Linked DNA regions of Anas platyrhynchos: region 1 is linked to region 2. The links are chromatin contacts, called in public Hi-C maps. All regions are on one chromosome and are shown on one strand. The core of a region is the stretch at or near the end of the contact, and the rest is flanking DNA. Distances in the headings are between cores, read along the strand shown. Region 1 overlaps IFT122 (intraflagellar transport 122). Region 2 overlaps TMCC1 (transmembrane and coiled-coil domain family 1).

Evidence for each region. A called contact is a pair of places that touch in the nucleus more often than the background predicts.
Region 1: a Hi-C map of liver shows a contact between it and region 2, with 4 times the contacts expected there. The contact joins two enhancer-like sites. A contact is called at or near these places in 4 of 8 Hi-C or Micro-C datasets (liver, skeletal muscle and subcutaneous adipose tissue).

What each region holds. Positions count from the first base shown.
Region 1 is chr13:633,597-638,858 of IASCAAS_PekinDuck_T2T, reverse strand. It overlaps IFT122 (intraflagellar transport 122), which reads left to right. Exons shown (of 27, transcript XM_038185676.2): 19 at 944-1,110; 20 at 1,979-2,150; 21 at 3,270-3,372; 22 at 4,915-5,055. Among named protein-coding and RNA genes, the nearest start is that of RHO, 15 kb to the right of the region's middle. Within about 2 kb of position 2,073, at least 1 of the 8 cell types and tissues checked has an H3K27ac peak or open chromatin away from gene starts, as enhancers often do.
Region 2 is chr13:511,113-515,689 of IASCAAS_PekinDuck_T2T, reverse strand. TMCC1 (transmembrane and coiled-coil domain family 1) reads right to left here. Exons shown (of 10, transcript XM_072044563.1): 10 at 4,168-4,577. Among named protein-coding and RNA genes, the nearest start is that of PLXND1, 17 kb to the left of the region's middle. Within about 2 kb of position 1,424, at least 6 of the 8 cell types and tissues checked have an H3K27ac peak or open chromatin away from gene starts, as enhancers often do.

The sequences.
Region 1 (5,262 bases), core at 824-3,323, 120 kb before region 2:
TCTGTTCTCTTAACAGCCAAAATTGCCTTTAATTGATCTTCCAGTTTTGAAGTACAATTTTTTTCCTGCTGCATGATGTCACAGATGTGAACCATATGGTGCCAGGGCTTTGGTATTGGCAGAAGCTGAACAAACTATTAAAAATAGTTTCAAAACGGTCATCATTGCAGCATCCAGACTTGCAGTTTGCCTTACTGTGCAGAAGTCCAGCCAGTAGTTGTAGCTCTCTTGAGCAGCTGTCATTCCATCCTTACAGAACTTCTTTGATATATGGTAGGACAATTATCAAGGGTATTTGCAGAAAATGAGATTTCAGTCTTTAATTGATTTTTGGGGCATCCTGATGCTTATGTATAATTTAAGTGGATGTACTGGTGTTACCTAAGCACAGGGTTGAGTCATCTTTGAGAATGAAAGAGCACTTTCTTAAAAAAAAACTTAAAATTGGTATTTCTCTCTCTCTCTCTCTCTCTCCTTTTAAGATTAATACCATTTTGTTTTAGAAAGCTGTGTTCCTAGATGGCATGCAGAAATCTATGAAAAAAAAAAAGACAAAACACAAAACTACAAAAGTAGTTTATATCTACTTAAACAGGTTCAACAGGGGAAACCTCCCAGCTTGATTCCTTGGAAAGCTACTGATAACCTCTGAGGCATCTTTGTCATTCTGCTCATAGCCCTCACAGAATCTCTCACTTTCATTTATCTGTTTTTTAATTTACCTGTGTAGAGGGGAGACTTGCCATTGTTTCCTACTGAACATTGGCCTTTGATTAGTTGCTGAAAGCTGGATCGATTTCTGTTGCTCTGTATGCACTGTTTTTTTTCTTAGAAGGCATAACAATATTAATCAAAAAAGCCCTTATGTATTTTAGAATTCAGAATGTAACAGTGTTTGTGACCAGAAAGTAATGCCAACTTTTTTTGTACTGTGCTATTTCAGGATTTTCTCAGGTCTGGAGATCCCAAAGACACAAAGATGCTAATCAAAAAGCAAGCAGATTGGGCCAAGAATATCAATGAGCCCAAAGCAGCAGTGGAGATGTACCTTTCTGCAGGCGAGCACATGAAAGCCATAGAAATCAGCGGGGACCATGGCTGGGTTGATACGTAGGTTTTAATTCCATCTCAGAGTTACTGTATAACAGAAACTTGAGTGAATTCTGCATAACTTTAAAATAGGACAAAACCCGTTTGATACACTCAGTATGATATAAACAAAGGTGCATAAGCTGTATTTGAAGCACATCTACAATTTAATATGTTTCAAAAGTTGCATTAAATGTTAAGAGCATAGGGGCATTATGCTATGAAAATAACTGTGTTACAGTAATAAATTGGGTTCCTCAGTATTATGGGGCTGTCTTCTAAAATATGCATGCCTTAAACATTTCAGAGTAATTGTCACAGCAGTGACTGTATTTGGTAGCCTGTTTATGTTTTAAACTGTTGCAACTGAGAACTGGAGCACGGAATTGCTAGACATAAATTCTTGGGCAACTCTTCTGCTGGTCAAATACTTCTTGATTCACAGTAATTCATACTTCGGGTCTTCTGCTGAGTTAACATAAAAACTTGGACAAGTGACTCCGCATTCCCTTGACTCAGTTTCCCTTGTGGCAAATGGAGTAATGTTTATTCATGAGTTTGGGTTTTTTTAGGTCAGAGTTAAGGAATCGTGTCCCATGTGACTTAGTGATGGAGGACCTACTGCTTCCCTCTGTCCATGACTGAGCAAACCCTCTGAGGACAGTTTGTTGTGATACGGAATTGTGTGCATTAGTAAGGATTGTAGGAACAGGTTTTGAGCTTGTAAAAGATAAAAAGAGTTTTAAACAGCTTTCAGTAAGTGTTCAAACAGTGGGTCACGTGATACTACTGTTACAGTATTAAATAATAGCCGATTAACAGTGAAGTTCTTACAATAGTTAAATAGCAGCTGAACCTGGAATGTTTGTCATCTTTTTATGGTGTCTAGGTTAATAGAAGTTGCTCGGAAACTGGATAAAGCTGAGCGTGAGCCTTTGTTAAAATGTGCCTTCTATTTTAAGAAACTTGATAACCCTGGCTATGCAGCAGAAACATACATGAAGGTCGGTGACCTGAAAGCATTGGTCCATCTCTACGTGGAGACTCTTCGCTGGGAAGAAGTAAGCATGCTTTTGGTTCCTTTGTTCAAAATTGCTGCTACTTGTTATCTCTGGTTGAAGGAGGGAGATAAATGTCTGGTTCCTCCACCACTGGAGGGAAGGGGGAAGCAGGGAGGGTGAAGGCTTCCACAGAATGTGATTCTGAGTACTCAGGTTAATTTTGTATGCTCATTGCTCTTTCTTTGATTTTGTGTATGGGTGATTTTGGTGTTTTTTTTGGTGTAGTGTGTTTTTTTGTTTTCTTAAGTGTCCTAGCTGAACATTTCTTGGTCTCATTTCTGAACACCTTTTTTGCGTGTTGAGGTATAGTTGCCCATTTCCTATGCAAATCCTTAAGATGCTTCTAGCCCATTAGAATAAATATAAAATATATCAGGGGAAATATCAGGGAAATTCTGTTTTGAGCTGCATTATTTTTATAACTTGGACATGTGTGAGTGAGAATAGCATATGTATGATGTAGATCTGATGAATGTATGCTGTGTGAACCCCACTTTATAAGCTAGATTTATGCTTATGATTAGGTAAAGTTTTGCTGTCTTCAGTGGGTTTTTCCATGGAAGCATGAGTCTGCCAGTATCGCATACTTCAAAGCTGGGGTTACCTGTTCATATTTCTTCAAATTGAGATTTTGATAGGTGTAACTTCAGGGTTTTCGAAGTGCCACTAGAACTGACACTTACCCCCCCCTGTAAATTATATAGGTGCTTTTGAAAATTGTATGTTTATTCTTCTGTTGACCAGTTAGTGAGTTTAGGAAGCAAACCCTGTTTACAGTGTTGCTTCAGTCTCTTTAGAAGATACATTCAGTAAAAAAATGAAAACATTTCATGTTTCCTGCTGTGAAATTTACTAAATTTCCTAGATACACTTTCACGTTTCCCTAACTCATAATCCAGACTGCTGCTATGCTTAGCTTTTCTTTTGTTGGTGATTGCTTTTTATTTTAAAATACATTAGTTTCATACTGGAGAAAAGATGGATATAATCTGTATTATGTGTATGTATTTTCATTGTGAATTTACTCGGAAATAAAAGATTGATCCCGTGGAGTATGCTAAACCTTTTAACTGTTTAAATCGCGCAGTATGCTAAAAATGAATTTATTATGTACCTCAGGCATTTGCTTTGAGTGAAAAGCATCCTGAATTCAAAGATGATGTCTATGTCCCTTATGCTCAGTGGCTAGCAGAGAACGATAGATTTGAAGAAGCCCAAAAAGGTAAGACTTGCAGACAGACCACTGGACACTCAAAATGTCCTCTGTACTTTTCCAACACAGAGTATGCAGTCTTTGCCCTCGAGGGTTTCTTATCAGTGAGATTCAAAACCAAATAGAAACCATGTTTTCAGACCAGTCTTAAAGAAAAGTAGCTGGAGCTCTCTATTAATTAGAAGATGTTATGGATCTGTCAGAAGCGATAGCATCCAAATATAGTTCCAGATTTTTCCATCTCATTGCATAGCTGAGATTGACACGTGGCTACAGGTATTTGGCATATAATCTGAACTGTTCTAATTAATATTTTCATCACAATAAGATTCAAAGTGTAGCAAGTACTTTGCAGATCAGAGTGGAAAGACCTGTTTTCCTTATGTTTAGATAATGTTAGTTTTGTACAAGTAAAATCTTCATGTTTCTTTAAGAATTTTCTAGATTTTTGTTAGGCTTATAAAATTACCTTTAAAGAGAACTGTCAACCTTCCATCATGTGGACAGGCTTCAAAATTTTATTCGTAAATTGTTCCAGGGATAAGAAGAGATTTGAAGCAAGCTCCATGTGGAGCCAGCATGTTTTTAGTATACTTCCTTTTCTCAGGTGCAGCTCCATGTGACTGTTGCATCTGCTGTTTCCAGAGCCAGCTCGGATCTAAGAGTATAACTGCATTTGCATATAAGGGCCAAGCTAGTGAACATGCCAGACGTGAGCTGTCTGTACAAAACTAGTTTATATGTCTCAGCAGTAAACCTTTGAGCATCTGCTTTTAGGGCAGCTTAGTAGTTTGCACATAGAGCTCTGCACATACAGGTGTATTGTTCACAGTTAGTTCCACAGAGGACTGCTGAAGTTTCTTGGCTGATATAAATTCCCCCAAATGGGGTGAGCTAGAGATCATTGTGTATGTATATATGAGAATTTGGTTATATCGAAACTACCTAAAGTCAGGAGGCAATTGTGCTATCTTTATTTATTTTTTTCCCTTTATTACTCTATATGAAGGCAGTGTTTGCCAAATGCATTTTTATCAAGTGAGAATTCAGGATCTAACTTTATACTGGTTTCTGAGGTTCAGTTAAAGAAATGCTTTTAATAAATGCTAGAATGATATAGTAAATGGTATAATCTTTTAAAAAAAATCAGCATTGCAAACTAGAGCACTAACTTCAATTTATTGTAGTTTTGAATGCAAGTGTGATTTGTGGTGTTTAGAGTTTGCTTGTATATGAATCTAAAAGATCATTGTGGTTTTACTCTTTTCTGTATTTAAATAAAAAAACGGAACACCCGGCATTGTACAATGTCTGTCAGCTCAAGAGCCCCTGAGACAGTGCAAAAGCCATAAAATACCTACAGATCCATCTCATGTTCCATTAGTATTGCTGCTTTCAAGGAGAAAAATACGAGTGTATAATCCTTTTCATCCTCTCTGAGTAGATGATTTGATATTGGCTGAATAGGCTGCTCTTAATTTAAAAACATTAATTTCAGTTAATTGATATAATCACACTGTAAAATCCTCTTTGTTTTGGCCTTCTTCATAGCATTCCACAAGGCTGGCAGGCAGAGTGAAGCTGTTAGAGTGCTGGAGCAGCTAACACACAATGCTGTGGTTGAAAGCCGATTTAATGATGCAGCCTATTATTATTGGATGCTTTCCATGCAGTGTTTAGATATAGCCCAAGGTAAGTAACTGAAAGGAAGTTCGTGTTTGTTACCTTCTTGTGCATGTAAACAACTAGTGAATTGTGATAGAATTGCTGTAACTACTTCACTGATGTTTTTTTCTTCTTTTGTGCTGTATGCAGCTCTGGCTTGTGCTATTTTTGTAGTCCCCTGTTTTTCCCATGTGCTTATTTAAAACAGATGAGCAAAACAACAACATCGGCATG
Region 2 (4,577 bases), core at 175-2,674:
ACCCTGGCTGGGGTCCCGCGCCTGACCTCAGCCTCCCGGAGCAAAACCGTGTCTGCTCAGCGGGACCTACAGTACTGCTGTGGGCCAGGGTGCTAAGTCCATGTGCAAAACGTGTTTAGGTGAGCCCTACAGGAGCTGTTATCGCTACCTACAAATTGTGCCTTGCCTATGTTTCCATACCAATTGTGGAGACTGGGCAAGTTCACCTTTCCCTCTCTTTTTCACACATTTTGTGCGTATCAGTCGGCATGGTGGGAAGGAAAAGCAGGCTGTCCCTGGGCAGCAGCTCGCCACACCAGCTGGCTCCGGGCCGCCCTGTGAGCACCCCCAGGAGCAGTGGGGCACCTGGCCGTGCCTGTACCCCCCCCCGGTCCCGAGCCACAGGCCCAGAGGCACCGAGTCTCGGCCTAAGGCCTCTGCTCGCAGGCGTGCTGGGTGGCGGCCGCGGGGCTGGGCTGTCCCTGCAGGGCCCCACCTGGGGGGCTGGGACACCCCGAGAGCAGCCGGGACACCCCCGTGCGCTCAGTTCCCGAGTTAGTGAAACGCTGCGAGGGGCTCGGTGGCAGCTCCTGGGAGCTCCTGATGTGCCAGGACACGTCAGAAGGGTTTTTGGGAGAGCGGAGCCCAGGTCTCCAGATCTGCTCTTGGCGACAGGGAGAGGGGGGAACCTTTGGGGCAGCCCGGTGGCGGCCGCGTGCTGCCAGCGCCCTGCCCGGGGCAGCCCGTCCGGCTCACAGCCCGCGGCCCGGGGCAGGCCCCGTTCCCGCACGGCGCGGGGCCCCTCCTGCGCCCTGTGCCCGAATTATCGGCACTGAGCGCTTGGCGGTGACCAGAGGCTGGGGCGAGGTGCGCGGCGTTTTTCTGGAGGGAGCAGCTGGAGGCGGCCGGACCCTGCCGGCCCCGCTGCCGCCGCGATCCCCCCGCGGCACCGGGAGCCGGGGCCTTGACAGCGCGCCCACGGCTCCGCCCTGCCCGCGGGGAGCCGCCGCGTGTCGTCGCTGTTCGCTCGCCTTTCACTATTTATCGTTAACCAGGAGCCGGCCCCGCAGCGCATACACGGTGCGTCTGTGCCCGCTCAGTGCCGGGCCGGGGCCGGGCCGCCTCCCGCCGCCTCCGTCCCTCCGCGGGCACCCGGGGCGCGGCAGCGGCGGGAGGCGGCGCCGTGTCCGGGCCGGGCCCCGCGGCTTCCCCGCCGCCGCCGCCAGGGGGCGCCAGAGACCGGCGCGGGCCGGGCCGGGCCGGGCGCTGCTCGGGGCACCCGCGGCGGCCTCGGCTGGGGGGAGGCGGCGGGGGCCCTGCGGGAGGGCCCCGAGGGGGCTTCTCGGCCGGGAGTTCCTCGGGTTCACGTGAATTCGAGGCGCGGCAGCCAAATCTTTTGTGGAGCGCTGGAGCTGAGAGCGGTCCGTAACCCCGTAACCCGCCCCCTGCTCGGGCACCCGTGCACCGGGGAGAGGGCGGGGGTCGGGCCCGTCCCGGGGGCACGGCCGCGGTGTCCCTGCACGGGGCGCTGCGCCCGGGCCCCGTCACCGCCTGCCCGCTGCCTGCTTATTCGCGAGAAGCAAAAAGGTCCGTCAAGAGCACGTTCTGGGAAGCAACGTAACGGCAGCCCCTGGGAGGCCTGCAGGAGCACCTGCATCGCACCCCGCACCGCGCCGCCCCTCCGGCCAGCAGCACCCGGGGCTGCTGTTCCCTTGAAGACGTTTCCATGGCGAGCCGTGCCCTCCTATGAGCCCCGCCGTGCCTCGTGATCCCCCAGGCAGCAGGATGTCCGTTTCCAAAATGCCCACTCAGCTCTCAGGGTGTGCCCGAGGGCGGATGACCGTGCTTCCTGCTGCCCGGCCCCCTCCCTGAGCAAACAGAGAGCTCTCGCTCCCTCCGATCTCACCCACAGCCCGCTCAGCTGGCTGCTATGGCACTTAAATGCAAGCCTGGAGGGGAGCTGTGCTGACCCGGAGCTTGCATTCACATCCAGGAGCTGGAGAAACGCGCAGGGGAGGTGCAGGCGCGGCAGCAGTGCCCGAACCTGCTGGCAATGGGGTGCTGAGCGAGCATGTGGAGAGCCACTGCGGTGTCTGCATCGCACTCAGCTGCTTCACTGAGCTCCTACTCCCTCATCAGGGGTAGCGTTAGGCATCAGAATTCCCTAAACAATGAAGTTGGAGACAGGGATGTCCTTGAAGTTGTCACTGCAGATACTGATATTTAACCCTTTAAGGGTTAAGTGCTTTAGTGTGTGTAGCAAAGCAAGTTGAACATCAGCTGCACGCAGGTAACTCTACAGGGAAACCTGCGATGGGGAGGGAGGCTGAAAACCACCAGAGCTTTCCGTCCTCTTCTTGCTTTGCTCCTCAGGCAGCGTCTCCTATTCTGCTTCAGCATAACCTGTTTTGCCCCTTTGGCACAGGCCTGGTACAAGGTGTGAAAGGCAGAGCACGTGGACTCTTATTCCTAAGGTCAAAGGGAATCTTGTTAAGGACGTAACACCTCAAGAAAGCTGGTTTGACCAGGGGTGTTCCACTGCATACTAGCTCAGGCAGCAGAGAACCCACTTCCTTACGTTTCTGGTGACCTCTGAAGTCAGTGTGGGAGATTTCAATGGAAGCCAACAAACCACTAACCAACTCTTTAAAGGAGAAAGTGGACTTTCTGCTTGTTAAGGAACAACTTGAAGACACGTCTTGTCGTAGAGCACTGTTTGTTTGCCCAAATTTCGGCAATCAACACATCATGTTTCCATTTGACCTGAAGGAGTGTATACTCCAGTGAGACAAGTCAGCTGTTCCTCCACCTCCATGGTGCAACCCAGCATAGCTGTACCCTTGCTACAGCCTTGTTTGTCTCCAGGGACCTGGGTGGAGCTATCAAACCACTTCCCACATACCAACCAAAAGCTGAGTAATGACTCCTAATCCTCTAAATGGTGGGATTAAAACTGTTGGCTTGGATGTAGAAGGCCACCCTTGGTCTTTATGCCCTCTTGTTGATCCTGAGCCACATGCAGCAACCACAGTCAGCCCAACCAGCCCCTATCAGGTGACCCTCAAAAGAATGCAGACACATTAAACCTCACAAGCAACACCCACGTCCTATCCTGAGTCAGTTCTAGCAAAAGCAGGCCCATGCACTTGCTTCATCCATAACCTGCTGGAATTTGCCTTGAAAACAGTTGTTTTTGCGTTTTCATCTTTTTGTATCTTTTGCAGCATTTGTGTCTTTCTGTGAAAACGTAAAAATCTCCTTCCCTTAAAGTTTTTGCCATTCCCTTCTTGGTTCTTTGCTCTCAAGGCCAGCTCACCAAAACCAAGAGGAATGAGTGTTTCCTCTGTATCAGTGAGAAATCTGCCCACTCCCAGCTCGTACAAATACTAAAGAATTGAAAAAGTCTGCAAAACTTGGTAGACAAAATATTTATACTCACAGTGGTGGTCCAACCAACACCATAACGCTCTCTGACCTTTACTCAGCACAAGAGGGAATGGGTTGCTGGTTAGTGACTGCAGTCCTACCAGCTGAATTTTTCCTCTTCAAAGCTGAGCTGGGGCCAGGACCTGCTCCATGACAAGCTCCACGTGAGAAATGCAGGTGGCTAGAAATGCACCCTCCTTTGCATGTGCAGCCCAGCACTGAGCTGATCCTGCAAGCCCAGTAAGGAAGAAGGCCGAAGATGTGAGAGCCAGCAGCAGGGCCATCTCCGCTGGGGCAATCTGCGTTACAGACAGGACCAGCTCCTTCTTCAAAGACAGCTCTCGGGCAAGTCATTTCATCGAATTGTGCCCACCGTCCAGCTGAGGCTTACAGCACTGCAGGTCAGGAGAGCAAACAAACCCTGTGACATGCACATGGTACAGACTGGTCAGATACCTGTGGGAACAGCAGTGACCCCCGTCCAGGGGCTGCCCCAGGCTGTGGGAGTATCAGGGGACCGGAACAAAAGGGATGAAAATAATGCAGTGATGTTCCTCCTTCTCCTCCACACCAAACAGCCAATTTATTCTCACCAGGGCCAGGTGGTGTATGGCTGCACATGGGATGAAGTTTGATAACCGGATTTATGGAGACCTTGCTCAAATTTGAAGCTCTCAGAGCTCAGCACACTTTTTACACCCTCCCTCTTTTTTCTTGATCCCCTCCTTTAGCACCCATGGAAACATGCAAATTAGGCCAGTGTTAATAGCTGAGGTCTTTATTTAAATTTTTTTATATACAGTAAAAGTGTTGCAGATAAATCTGCAACAAACATACAAGACAAATGTAAATCTCTCTCAACAATTAGCAGCTTAAGATCTATAAACTACAGTGTTACGTTCACAAGTGTCATTTCTGTACTTTTCAATCCGTGCAAGTGAGTTTTTCTGTTTATTTTTTACACTTTTAAAACACACTTACAGCTAAGTCAATTGCCTACTACTATACCACCTGGCATACACAACACAGACACACGGGGTTTTAAACTCTTTAGCCACATTCAGAATTCACTTAACTGGTAAAACTACCCAATCTCGAACCCCTTTGTAGCTTGGCTTCTTTTGTTACAATGCTGCCTTTTTGTTTAATTTAAAAAATGCATATTTTTCAAA